3 separate regions of the Mus musculus genome follow, and all the other regions are linked to region 2. A link is a contact called in public promoter capture Hi-C data. All regions are on one chromosome and are shown on one strand. Each heading gives the region's core, a stretch centred on a gene start, on an enhancer-like site or on the middle of the called end of the contact. The rest is flanking DNA. Distances are from core to core; before and after follow the strand shown. Region 1 holds the start of Fdxr (ferredoxin reductase). Region 2 holds the start of Birc5 (baculoviral IAP repeat-containing 5). Region 3 holds the start of Tmem94 (transmembrane protein 94).

Evidence for each region. Promoter capture Hi-C pulls out the DNA fragments that hold promoters and counts their contacts.
Region 1: a promoter capture Hi-C map of liver shows a contact between it and region 2, with 4 times the contacts expected there. The contact joins the promoter of Fdxr here to the promoter of Birc5 in region 2.
Region 3: a promoter capture Hi-C map of pre-B cells shows a contact between it and region 2, with 2.3 times the contacts expected there. The contact joins the promoter of Tmem94 here to the promoter of Birc5 in region 2. A contact is called at or near these places in 2 of 39 promoter capture datasets (hippocampal neurons and pre-B cells).

The regions. Positions count from the first base shown.
Region 1 is chr11:115,274,796-115,278,871 of GRCm38.p6, reverse strand. It overlaps Fdxr (ferredoxin reductase), which reads left to right and starts at 1,903. Exons shown (of 12, transcript NM_007997.1): 1 at 1,903-2,063; 2 at 2,690-2,793. The coding sequence starts at 1,985. It overlaps Fads6 (fatty acid desaturase domain family, member 6), which reads left to right. Exons shown (of 6, transcript NM_178035.5): 6 at 1-245.
Region 2 is chr11:117,847,151-117,851,474 of GRCm38.p6, reverse strand. It overlaps Birc5 (baculoviral IAP repeat-containing 5), which reads right to left and starts at 2,238. Exons shown (of 4, transcript NM_009689.2): 1 at 2,014-2,238; 2 at 1,612-1,721. The coding sequence starts at 2,124.
Region 3 is chr11:115,763,728-115,767,837 of GRCm38.p6, reverse strand. Tmem94 (transmembrane protein 94) reads right to left here and starts at 2,405. Exons shown (of 32, transcript NM_028014.3): 1 at 2,285-2,405.

The sequences.
Region 1 (4,076 bases), core at 654-3,153, 2.6 Mb after region 2:
CTGGTCTATAGAGTGAGTTCCAGGACTGCCAGGGTTACACAGAGAAACACTGTCTTGAAAAACAAAACAAACAAACAAAGTGGGGAGTGATTAGTTGAGCAGAGGATTCTGGGATACTGAGTTTTGGTTCTCAGTCTGGTTGTAGGTCACATTATTACACCTACAGTCTCATAACCCATCAACTATGGTGGGAATGAATGCACTTCTCTGTATGTCAAACTTCAACTAAAAATAACCTTCATTTTTGTTGTTGTTCTTTTGTCTTCTCTCTGTAGACCAGGCTGGCTTCGAACTCACAGTTCTGCCCTCCTCTGCCTCCCCAGTGCCACCGCAGCATGGCTAAAAACATTCTTAAAATAGTGTAAAAAATATGAAATACAAAACAGGGGAAACTTCTGGATTATTAAGCTCCTACACAAGGCTCCAGCAGACCAGCCTGAAAGTTGAAATGGACTGACTCAGCATGAAGTTCACCAAGCTGTCACCTAGCCGTTCATCTGGCCCAAGAATTCCAGATTACAGTCAGGTCAGTCAAGCCAGTTTCCATTGGTATGACCACGTTCCTACTGCCATTTCCCTCTCACAAAACAAGTGGCATACTGTTTTGTGAGATCAGGTGCCACTCTGTATACAGCCCAGGCTAGCTTTGTACCTGAATTATGGAATAGAAGATTCAGCTAGGGGCGGGGCGGGGCGGGGCGAGGCAGGGGGCAGTTAAAACGTAGAGCAATTTTGTAAGTCCCTGGGTTCAATCTTCAACAAGAATAAACAAGAATCAGATGTTGTGAGGATGACAGGTTAGTCTTCCAAGAAGGAGAAGGACTCTCAGAGAAGCACTGGGCTTGTCTGGTTAGAGGTGACAATGGGTCCTGCCCTTATTTTAATTATATTTTTTGTGGTGTAATCGAAACCAGGATCATGTGCACATTAAGCATTCACCCTTCTTCAGGTCCTGTTCTTGTGTAGAAAACATGTGTGGGTCGGCTGGAGGGTAAAGTTGCTTGCCCTCAGCCTTAAATGAGTCTGAAACCCAGGAATTCACGTAGAGGAGGGAACCAACTCCTATAAGCTGTCCTCTGACTACCACACACCACGCGAACGCTGTGGCAAGTGTACACCGGCCCCCATAAATAATGTAATAAAATATATAAATGTTAGAAAAAACTTTTAAAAGATATTGATTTTAGGCTTTGCATCAATTTTCTTTTAAAACATGGAATATGAATGATTTACCTTGACTACTGAGCTTTTGGGTGCCCCCTAAGGTACGGTCTCACCCTGATCCCTGTACTGTCGGACCAGGGTCGAAGGTCGGGCTCTGGTCTCAGTGCCAGAGGGGGAACTTCTTCGCGTGTTTCCTCCCCCATCGTGGGAAGAGGGTGACTAGAAATAAGCTCTTGAGAGTTTAACACTTGTCCTTCTCTGACACGCACAAGTAGCTGTTTGAGGCTACATCAGTTCAACATCCAGACTTAAAAATCGAGGAGTCAAGAATAGCGGATACACGAGACTTCCGGGCTCTGGCCTTCTGATTGGCTGATACAAAAATCACTCAAACAACGACAACGGGGCATTGCGTCATCAGCGAGCGGCAAGCTTTACATAAAGTAAGCTCCTTTCCAATTGGCTCCCTTCTTCAAGAGCAACTGAAACAGCATAGGGGATTCGCGTTTCTTCAAATCTAGACTTCCGGCATCTGGAGGTACTAGGAAGACCGGAGAAATTTGATAAGCTTTTGAGGATTGGACGTTCTGGGGGCGGGGCCTTGGCGAGATGGGGGCATGGTTCTCTTTGGGGGCGTGGTTATTTCGGAAATCTTGGTGAAGTCTCCAAGTTGATGTTTCTAAGCAAGCGGGAGGCGAGGCTTGGGGCGGGGCTCCAGTGATGGGCGGGTCCAGAGGAGCGTCCTCGGCGGGCTGCTGGACCTGCGCTCAGCACTAGAGTCATTGCTAGCTCTTCCGCTTGCTGGTTGCACTTCTCAGCCATGGCTCCTCGCTGCTGGCACTGGTGGCGCTGGTCCGCGTGGTCTGGGCTTCGGCCGTCTCCCTCCAGGAGCACTCCGAGTAGGAGCAGGGCTCTTGGGGGCTGCACCAGGGCGAGGGGAGGCCTGTGATCAAGAGCGGGGGTCCGAGCAGAGCTGAGGCGGGGCTGGAGAGGGGCAAAGCTGAACGTGTCTGCTCTTGCGGGAGAAATGGGAGTGATGGAGAGGGGAGGATCTGTGCAAAGAGATGTAAGGCGTCCTGGGTAAGACAGCTCAGTAAAGGCTAAAAGGATAGACCATGAGGTCTTTATGTGTGATACGAGGTGAACGGAGGTGACAGGCAAATTCGAGGTGAGGAGATGAGCAATAGAGTTCTGTGGGGGAAAGAAGGGCTAGAAAAAAGCAAAATAGAAACGTGATGGGCATATGAAGACATGAGATCACATAAGGAACCTCTCAAGAAAGATAGTGCTGTGCAGGACAGCTTGGGGGATAAGGGGGTCTGGGGCAGATTATTTGTTATTGTTCATGGGTGAGACATGGGGTTCTGGATAAAGACAGCTCTGGCATTCAGATGAAATGGTGAAGCTTTGAGGAACGGAAAAAGGAAGATGCAGGTGAGGGTGAAGGCAAGGTGCAACTGGACAGAATTGGTTTGGGGTGGTAGGAGGGTGTTGGTTTGACCCTGCTGTCCCCTGCTCTACCTAGCCCCAGGCTTCTGCCAGAAGTTCTCCACACAGGAGAAGACCCCTCAGATCTGTGTGGTCGGCAGTGGCCCAGCTGGCTTCTACACAGCCCAACACTTGTTAAAGGTAAGCGAGGCACTCCTTCCAGGCTCCCTTCTTACCATTCATTTCTTGTCCCAATTCTGGGGGTAGGCTCCAGCCCTTTGGTTTGTCTGACAAGGAAGGGGCTTTTGACTAATGTAAGCTGTGTTCTTTCTAACTGATTCCACAGGTATAGCTGAGGCGCCCTAGGTCCTCAGCTGTGAGAGACATGCATTTGTTCCATGGATGGTGGTTGGGGACAGATGGGCAGCTGTCTTCTGCTTTGTAGGGAAGTCTTTTTCAGTCTAATGGGATGGCTTTCGCCTCCCCTTATCTTTACGCTTCTTTATCTCCAGCATTTTATATTTCAAGGCAATCTTGTCTGCAGCTTTGCGCCCTCCCCACGACCATTCTCTTCCACAAAGGCCAAGGTCTCAAAGCTTTCAGTATTAGTCTTGCCAGACAGGGCCTCAAGGTTGCCAGATGTACTGGAAACTCTGTCTCAGACCTTAAAGCAAAAGAGGAAGGGGGCGGGGTACTGCAGAGAAGGCTCCGTGGTTAGGAGTGTTTATGGTCTCACAGAGGACCAAAAGATGGGAGTTGGGTTCCCAGCACCCACACAGTGGCTCACAACTCAGCTCCAGGGAACCCAATGTCCTCTTCTGGCCTCTGCTTGGCCCTTCATTCTTGCACACACACAACATACATAACTAAAAGTGATAAAATAAGTAATTTTAAAAAGTAAGGAATACTGAGCTTGACTGAGACAAGACAGTGTCTGAACTTTAGAGGGGCTTGTAATACCAACGGGACAGAAGAAAAAACGATGATTATATTGATATCACATACAAATGTTTGAAAGGCAGAGTGACCCAGTGGCCTGGTTTACCTGGAGCTGACACTAGGAGGGTCTCATGGAGACCTCTGCTGTGAAGTGACCTATGCATGACTCTGCAGCTACATACCATGATCTACACAGGTCAGCGCTACCAGAAGCTGTCCCTAGAGAATGTATATTTGAGAAGCACCAAAGGTCATGTCTGGGCTTCAGCAAGCTCCCAGGTTCCGACATGAGTCAGCCTGGAGTGCAAGGCCACTGCTGAAGGACAGCCTGGGCTCTGGGATGGAGACCCAGGGGTTCTCAGGGTTGGGGTGGGTATGTGGGTGGTGTGGTTGGTATTAGGGAGGGTACTTGTAAGGGGCACTGAGGTTGAGGGAATGAATAGGATCTAGAAGGCAGGGCTTTTTGTGTCTTCTCAGTGGGCGGATCTTGACCTGCAGGCACGCGGGTGTGTTTATGGACCTGACAGTGTAGCTCGAGGAGGCTG
Region 2 (4,324 bases), core at 989-3,488:
AAAGACAGAAGAGACAGACAGATCCAATGTCTATAAATTGTCCCTCAACCTTCGCATGTATATTATACATACATGTACATATGCATACACACACACACACACAAGATTGTTTGAATTCCTCCAAAGACCTGCTAGAAATCATTCCACTTTACAGGAATGTTCATAAAGCTTTAGCACACGTCTACTCAGGGAACTCCGCTAACTCACACACGCCCGTGAGAGGACTTGTCCTGCATATGGTACGTCACAGCATTCAATGCAGGACTGCAGTTAGAACACAGCTTGTAAGCTCTAAAGACAGACAACATTAAGTCTTTTTTTTTTCTTTTTAAATTTTGCTTTGCATGTATGAGTGCTCTGTGTAGATGTGTCCCATGTGTGCTGAGTGTCCTCAGAAGCAAGAAGGGGGCCTCAGATCCTCCGGGACTGGAGTTGTAATTGATTGTGAGCCACCAGGTGGGTGCTGGGAACCAAACCTGGGTCTTCTGTAAAAGCAACAAGTGGTCTTAACCTCTGAGCCAGCTCTCAGCCTTTTTTTTTTTTTTAATTTTTTTTTTTTTTTTAGATTTTTAAAAAGACCTTAAAAAGTCACTAAGCTACTGATTTTTGCAGTAGATGGATTATATTTCAATAGACCTGTTTTTAATGAATCATAGTCCAGGATTATAAATTATTTCTCTGCTGGTTAAATGAACCAATTCAAGCCAGATTAGATGTTATGAAATGCAGGTTTATTGGAAAGCTGCTCCCAGGTGAATTCACTGGGCTCAAGGACTGAGGCCAGGGGAGTCACCATGGGAAGGTGAGAGAAAGAACACATGTAGAGAGAGAAGAAGAGAAGTCCAAAATGCCTGGATTATATAGGGTGGAGCCTCTGGGGGGAAGGGCTGCCCAGTTCCTGGGCTGGAAGTTCAGAGTTGGGGGCAAAGTATGCCAGGGAGGGAGTGAGGGATGCTGGGAGAGCCTGGAGTCCAGGTCTGCTTTGATATGTAGAATAAGCACCTCAGTTCCTACTCCTGGGGTCTGAAACCAAACAGGGGCCACTGAAATGGCCCAGGTGAGGATGCTTGCTGCCAAACCTGCTCACCTGAGCTCAATTCCAGGGACCAACACAATAAGAGAGAAGTTATCCCCCCAAGCTGTCTTGACACCAACATCCACCATGACACCCACATCCAAACATACACAAATAGAAATATAAATTAAGTAATAATAACATATTTAAAAATTTGGTTGGGCAGTGGTGCTGCACGCCTTTAATCCCAGCACTTGGGAGGCAGAGGCAGGCGGATTTCTGAGTTCGAGGCCAGCCTGGTCTACAGAGTGAGTTCCAGGACAGCCAAGGCTGCACAGACAAACCCTGTTTTAAAACAAAAACAAAACACAACAAAAAAACCTCAGGCAAAACCATGCATGTTGGCAACACTCAGGAAACCAAGGCAGAAATTGAGAATTCAAGACTAGTCTGAGCTGTATAACTGGAACACTTGAGCAAGAAGCATGCTCTTCTACTAAATACAAATGGTTTGTCCCAACTCCAGTTCAACCCAAAAGGCTCTCAATGGAAGGGGAACACCAGGAAACCCACCGAGAGTAGCCTGTGGGACTTACATCGGGTTGTCATCGGGTTCCCAGCCTTCCAATTCCTTAAAGCAGAAAAAACACTGGGCCAAATCAGGCTCGTTCTCGGTAGGGCAGTGGATGAAGCCAGCCTCCGCCATCTGAAAATGACAGCTCGTGAGCGGGATCAACAGTCTGACCTTATCCCATGATTCCCAGAGATCGTTCCGGGCCGAGAACTGAGGACAGTGGGAAGAGGCCCGGAGGCTAACAGTGGTTCAGGCAGAGGGTGGGGAGAGCGGGGGGGGGGGGTGGCCTCGTGGAGGACAGAGCAGAGCAAAGCAGCCTGGCTAACAGTACGAAGCGAGGGTGGGGATAGCGGGTTCTGATCCCGGGTCACACAACTAAGGCACCGTCGGGCCCAGGGTGGAGTCGCTGGAAGCTGGGACTCACTCGCTCTGGGGTGCAGGCGCAGTCCTCCAGGAAGGGCCAGTTCTTGAAGGTGGCGATGCGGTAGTTCTTGAGGTACAGCTGCCAGATCTGGGGCAGCGCCGGAGCTCCCATGATGGCGTCACCACAACCTCCGCCAAGACGACTCAAACGCAGGATTCAAATCGCGCGGGCGGAGGCGCGCCGCAGAGCATGCCGGGAGAGCCCCGGCCCCACGCCCTCGCCCGCTGCCTTCTGGGAGTGGACGGCGCGAGGCGAGCCGGGAAAGTCCCGCCCCACGCCCATCTGCGCCTGGCCTTGTGGGCGTGGCGGGCGCAGGGCATGCTGGGAGTTGTACCTTCTGCTGCGGTTCCTTCTTGCTATTCTGACTCGAATCTTCCGCAGCTGCTCCCCAGAGGACACGGAGGGTGGCCGAGGGCGGTGGACGGGCCTGGGGCACCTCTTTAAAGCATGTCCGCTGCAAGTCCCATGTGCTCTGCAGGTTCTTCCTGCCTCAAGGTTTGCAGGATTTGGCCAGCTAGATATCGGAATGGAAGTGCCTCGGACCCACCCACAGGCTGGTGGAGGGGCGCCCTTAGGAAGACAGGAGACCCTCCTCCCTGCAGCAGCCGCCATCCTTCCTATAGACACCCTGGGATGGAGGCGGGGTCTGTATGTCCCAGCGCTGGAAAAGAAAGTCAATGGGTGTCTATTTCTGAGACCATCGGCCTGGCTCAGACCAAAGGGAAGCAGCCATACACCGCAAGAGAGTCCAGGAGCAGAAGAAAAATACTGCTTCCTGGGTGTGACTGTTGGCTGCTGAGCCTGCCTTGCTGCGGGCCCGTTTTCAGTGTCTCTGTTCCTGTCGGGCGGCCTGTGGTTGCAGTGGCTTCTAAAGAGCTTCACACTGCAGACAGCAGGCTGGGCATGCCCCGAACACAGCCCAGGTTGGCGTTGCAAACGAGTGCCCTGATAATTCGGTTTCCTTTTCAATAAATCTCAGTAGGCTTCCTGCCAGTGGGCCTCCAATGAGCTCCAGGCCACCTCACAGATTGTGAGGAAGAACAGATCATACCACATAGGCAGCTGGAACAAGAGGGGTTTTGTCACGTCCCGAAGAAACATGGATCAAGTATCAATTCCTGTGGCTCCCCCCAGCTCTTCTCACCCTGCCCCTATCCTAAACCTCACCAGTCCAGCGTTTGAGCTTCTCTTCCCTGTATAGACCAGCCATTTCTACAGCTTGCTCCCTTGGTCTGAAACTTTCCACTTCTCTCTTGGTCCTCTTCCCTCTCTCATCTCTTCCTCTCCTCTCTCATGGCCCGGTTCAGATAGGACTCTTCCCTGTAGTGAGAATTTGAGTTTCTCTAAAAGCCCAGTTATGTTTTATGAATGTGTTTTTGTTTTAATCCCAGGTGTGGAGTAAGAGGTGGCTTCCCAGCAAATAATTAGGGTTTGCCTTGCGCAAGGGTGTGATTTTTGCCAACTTCAGGAGAGCGTTTATTGTTTGGAATTCTGGGAAGTCTTTAGAGGGTATAAATGCCTTGAGCCCTGAGAGAGACAGGGGTGCTCTGAAGAGGCTGCTCCTCCCCCTGCTGTTCCCCGTGCTCCCACTGCTTGCTGCTGCTCCTGCTCCCCGACCCTGCTGCTGCTCCACCTGCTGCTCCTGGTTACTGTTGTTGCAGTTTGTCAAATATTCATAAGCAGAGACAAGAAGTTGGATATTCTAATGATGAAGAAGACTGGACAGGCCCCAAGGAGCCCAGTATCCCAAATCAACAGGAAGTAGCCTAAAGAGGTCTACGCCCCTTCCCCTCTAACCTCCTTTCTTTCCTAGCATTGGGAGGTTGGAAGGGAAGCAGAAGTGTGGTAGCGCAAAAACCAAGCAACACTCCCTAGTGCTACAATAATAGGTCGTCGTTACCGTGCCCAACTGGAGTCAAAAACAAAAGGAAAAAACCCTAGTCAGGGTCTAGTGTGGCCCAGGCTAGCCTTGAATTCATAAAACAACTTCTGATCCTCCTGCCTTCATCTCCCAAATGCTGGGATTATAGGCACACACCACCATGCCTGATTTAAACACAGGGCCTCATGCATGCTAGGTCAGCACTCTGCCAAAGAGCTATCGTTCCAGCCCAGCTCAAAAGTGTGTACTTGTATGTGGGATTTGTTTCGGGGTGGGGGGGTGGGTGTATGTACATATATGTAAGTGCACACACTTCTAAACATGCATGTGGAGTCCAGAGTACATTGGGTGTTAGACTCTAACACTCTCTACCCTATTCCCTTGAGACACAGTTTCTCACTGGCTACCAGAAACTCCACTGGTCCTCCT
Region 3 (4,110 bases), core at 1,156-3,655, 2.1 Mb after region 2:
ATAATAAATAAATCTTTAGAAATGGGTGGCAGTGGTGGTCTTACAATAACACAAATGTACTAACTGCCACAGATCTTGTGCTAAGTCTCAGGAAATGCATTATTTCACCACTACTAAAAAGAAAAACCCAGCAAACTCTGGCTCTGCCTAACATTCCCAAAGCGGTGCTGCTGTCTTTTGAGTTTGCTGCAGCCCAGGGCAGGTTTATACGCCTCTGTGTCTCTCATCAATAACGTCTTTCCTCGTTTCCCGGTAGGTTCTGAGAACTTCCCGCAAAGGAAGGCTGCTTAGCACAAGAGTCTTCTTCCAGTGGATCCCGAAATTATAAAAACCGAGATCACACGATTATGTTAAAACTCTATCAGTGGCCGGACAGTGATGGAGCACGCCTTTAATCCCAGCACTCGGGAGGCAGAGGCAGGAGGATCTCTGACTTCGAGGCCAGCCTGGTCTACAAAGTGAGTTCCAGGACAGCCAGGGCTACACAGAGAAACCCTGTCTTGAAAAAACAAAAACCAAAAACAACTCCATAGTGAGATGTACCAGGGTTAGGGAGGAGAGAGCGTCAAGGTTGGGTTGAAATCTGGCCCTTTCCCTCCTTCCCACACCATGTGACCAGCACTGTTTACTACCAAGCCGGCAGCCGCAGGCCAAGCTGATGATTATACAAACCCCTGATCACCAAACCACAATGGCTGAGTCTTCTGGAAGGAAAACTTTCCGATTCTGCAGCGGCCTAACCTTTACTTCACTTAAGCCCGCCTGCAAACTAGACTTTCAAACCCTATTACAGAAACTTATCTTTTCAGCCATGGAAGACAGCGCAGTGAACAGAACACAGACACAATAGCAACGGAATAAAAACCACCGACACGGGGTTACCGGTTACCGCAAGGTGCAGTGGGAGACCAGGAGCCTTCTCACTCGGAAATCAGGGGTGTCCTTAGAGGCCCCGAAGGTCTTTCCAGCTCACTGACCACGACAGGTTAAATAATACCTAGCGTGTCGGCAGTAAGCATCTGACTGCTGTATAGAAATTGATTCTGGAGTCCAATTTAGGGGAAAGGAGCAGGGAGGAGCACAAGGACTGTGACCTTTATTGCTAATTCGTTCTTCAGGAGGTAAGCCTTCCAAACGGTTGAGGTTGACTCTCTTCCCTGGGAGCTGGCACTTCCTAGCCACTTAAAATAGAAATGTCAAGTGTTTTCTGATTTCTTTCCCTCTTGTGGCCTGGCCAGCCTCCTGCCTGTCTTCTAACCATCTATTGAGGTCTTATACCAAGTGGAATGTGCAGAGGCGGGCGTTCAAGGGCAGTTACCTCTCAAACTACCTGGGGGTACTGATTATCAAAGAGGTAGCTTGTTAATGCAGTGCTCGCCAGACTCTAGGTTCCCCTGCTTGTAATTCTGCCAAGAGAGAAGTGACAGCGAATACAGCCGGTGACATTCCACTGCAGAGTGTCCGGGGACTCTGTCTGAACTGCTAATTCGTTCTCCAGGATGAGCCTACACTGTACAATGGTCTGACTCTGAAAGTGACCGTCAAACTTTTCTATTCCCTCCGTCACTCTTATTTGTTGTTGCTTTAGGTACTGAACCTTCCCCCAAGGCTTTTAACTGTAGGGTTTCGCGGTAGGGAAAAAACAGGGAAACTGCTTTACAGAACTGCAAAGGCTGTGGTGCTACGCTGGCTTCCGAAGCATCTTTATGTGACTCTAAAATCGGGGAAGCACGCCCCAACTGCAACATCGCAGCCTTGCACTGAACTGGAAGTCCCTCGCAGTGTCTAGCAGGCGGGCGGGTGCAGAGATCCCGTCCACTCCGGGCGGCGAGCACAGCGCGCGCTGTGGCAGAAAACCGCCTTTATTTGGGCCGGGGACACCCAGGGGCCTACAAATAAACACTCGTGGCATCAGGATTGGCAGTCGCTGGCCCGGGGCCCAGCCACGGCGGACCTGGGCCAAGGGTTCTTTGTTGGACACAACCTTTATTTCTGACGTGGGACCCCGGCAAGGGGCAAGCCAGGACAGAGAGGGGACATGAGAAAACGAAAACAAACAAACCAAAAAACCCTTGAGGACGTGAGGGAAGGAGCCGGCCCGGAGTTGCAGGCAGGCGCCGGCCGGCCCCTCTCCTCCAGCACAGAGAGACACCCCCTTTGGTGCCACTTGCTAGGTGCACACCCCAGGCGCTCCTCGCCTCGGGTAGGAACTCAGAGGGCGCAGCAGGCCGAGCCCCACGCCCCCTTGCTCCCCACTTCGGGCCGCGGGCCTTCTCGTACTTACCGGGGCCCCCTCGGACGGTCTTCCTCGCCCGCGTCCTCACCCCTCCCTGCCCCCTCCTCACTTCACCTCCCCGCCTCCAGGGGCCGCAGCCATGTCCGTTGTGGGCAACTCTGAGGAGGCTTGCCGCCTTCCCCCAGCAACAGACGCGCAGGCCAACAAGCCAAAGATCCCGACGCTGATTGGTTGAAATTCGAGGTAGGCGGAAGATTCTGATTTGTTATTGGCTGTTTGGTGCGCTCAGCTGTAACCTCCACCGCCCCTCCGGGAGCCTGGCGGAATTGTGTGATTGTTACTCTAAAGCGATCCGGGGAAGCCTGGGTCCTATCTCCGGCACGAAGCTCCCGCGTTTTTAGCGCTATAGAACCAGACTAGAGGCAATCATACAATTTCCTCCCCATTAGTTTACCCACTAAATTTTTCTAGAGCCATGGTCAGGTGATACCTTCTGCCCTTTATTATTTTTTAATGAGGCCCTTGAAAAATCGCCTTATCTGTATTTTCTTCAATTCTTCCTTAATCTTTAAAAGTCCCTCAGTACTAATATTATGGACCAACCAAAGCTGGAGAATCTAAAGCAATACTGTTATTTCACCCTCAGTTCATTTGAAATCTAAAAGGAAAAACAAGCTTGAAAACAACTTTTTTTTTCTAGACTAATTAGAGAAATCGCTTGGGAACCCTCTCTTGGGAAAACAAAATAAGCCTGTGTCAGTATTTACTTCCATTTTCCCAGAGATCTAAGTCTGGAAGGGTTGCTTTTAGAAAAAAAAAAAAAAAGTTTTTTTTTCTGTTTATGAAGTCAGAAAGGGTCATATCTGGTCCTGGGAAAAAAGAGCCCCTTCCTTATAATAATGAATTTAATCATGCGATTACAATCCCTCTTTTCGGCTAGACAAGAAGCCATTTTACTGATTTAACTCTGTTTAAACCAGTTCAGCTGTTACCTTGAACACTCATAGAACCTTGGCACAAACCTTCAACACAAACATCTGTAGTTTATCACTACAGATGGAGAAGTCCAAATCTCTCCACATAACCATAGATGCTCATAACATGATGGAGATAGCCACATAGCCACTTTCAGGGCTCATTGCCACATGGACTCACTACAGTCTTAAACATGCTGGAGTACTTTGTTCAGTAGCTCTCTGAGCTTTTACATTTCTTTGCAGCTAATAACAGCCAAAATGCAGCCAGGCAGTGGTGGCACACGCCTTTAATCCCAGCACTTAGGAGGCAGAGGCAGGAGGATTTCTGAGTTTGAGGCCAGCCTGGTCTACAGAGTGAGTTCCAGGCCAGCCAGGGCTACACAGAGAAACCCTGTCTCAAAACAAACAAACAAAACCCCCAGCCAATATGCAAATACATGCCCGTGTGAAACTTTAGCCCAAACACTCCCTTCCCATGCTGCTTCCCTGTCTGTTGCACAGAACTGGTTAGTTACCTGGGTCTGGGGTCTTTCTACTTCATTCCACAAAACCTGGAGCCCTTGGGGAATCCTGCCTTAGTTAAGGTTACGCTTGCTGTGATAAAACACCATGATCAAAGAAGCATGAGGGAGGGAAGGCTTTATTCAGCTCACACTTTGGTTCATCCTCAAGGAAGTCAAGATAAGAACTCAGTCAGGACAAGAAAAACTGAGCAGGAACCTGGTGGCAGGAGCTGATGCAGAAGCCATGGGGAGGGGCCACTCACTGGCTTGCTCCCCGGGGCTTGCTCAGCCTTTCTTACAGAACCCAGGACCACCAGCCCAGGGATGGCCCCACCCACAGTAGGCCCTCACCCAAATGTCCTAAGGCTTGCCTACACCCAGATCTTACGGGGCA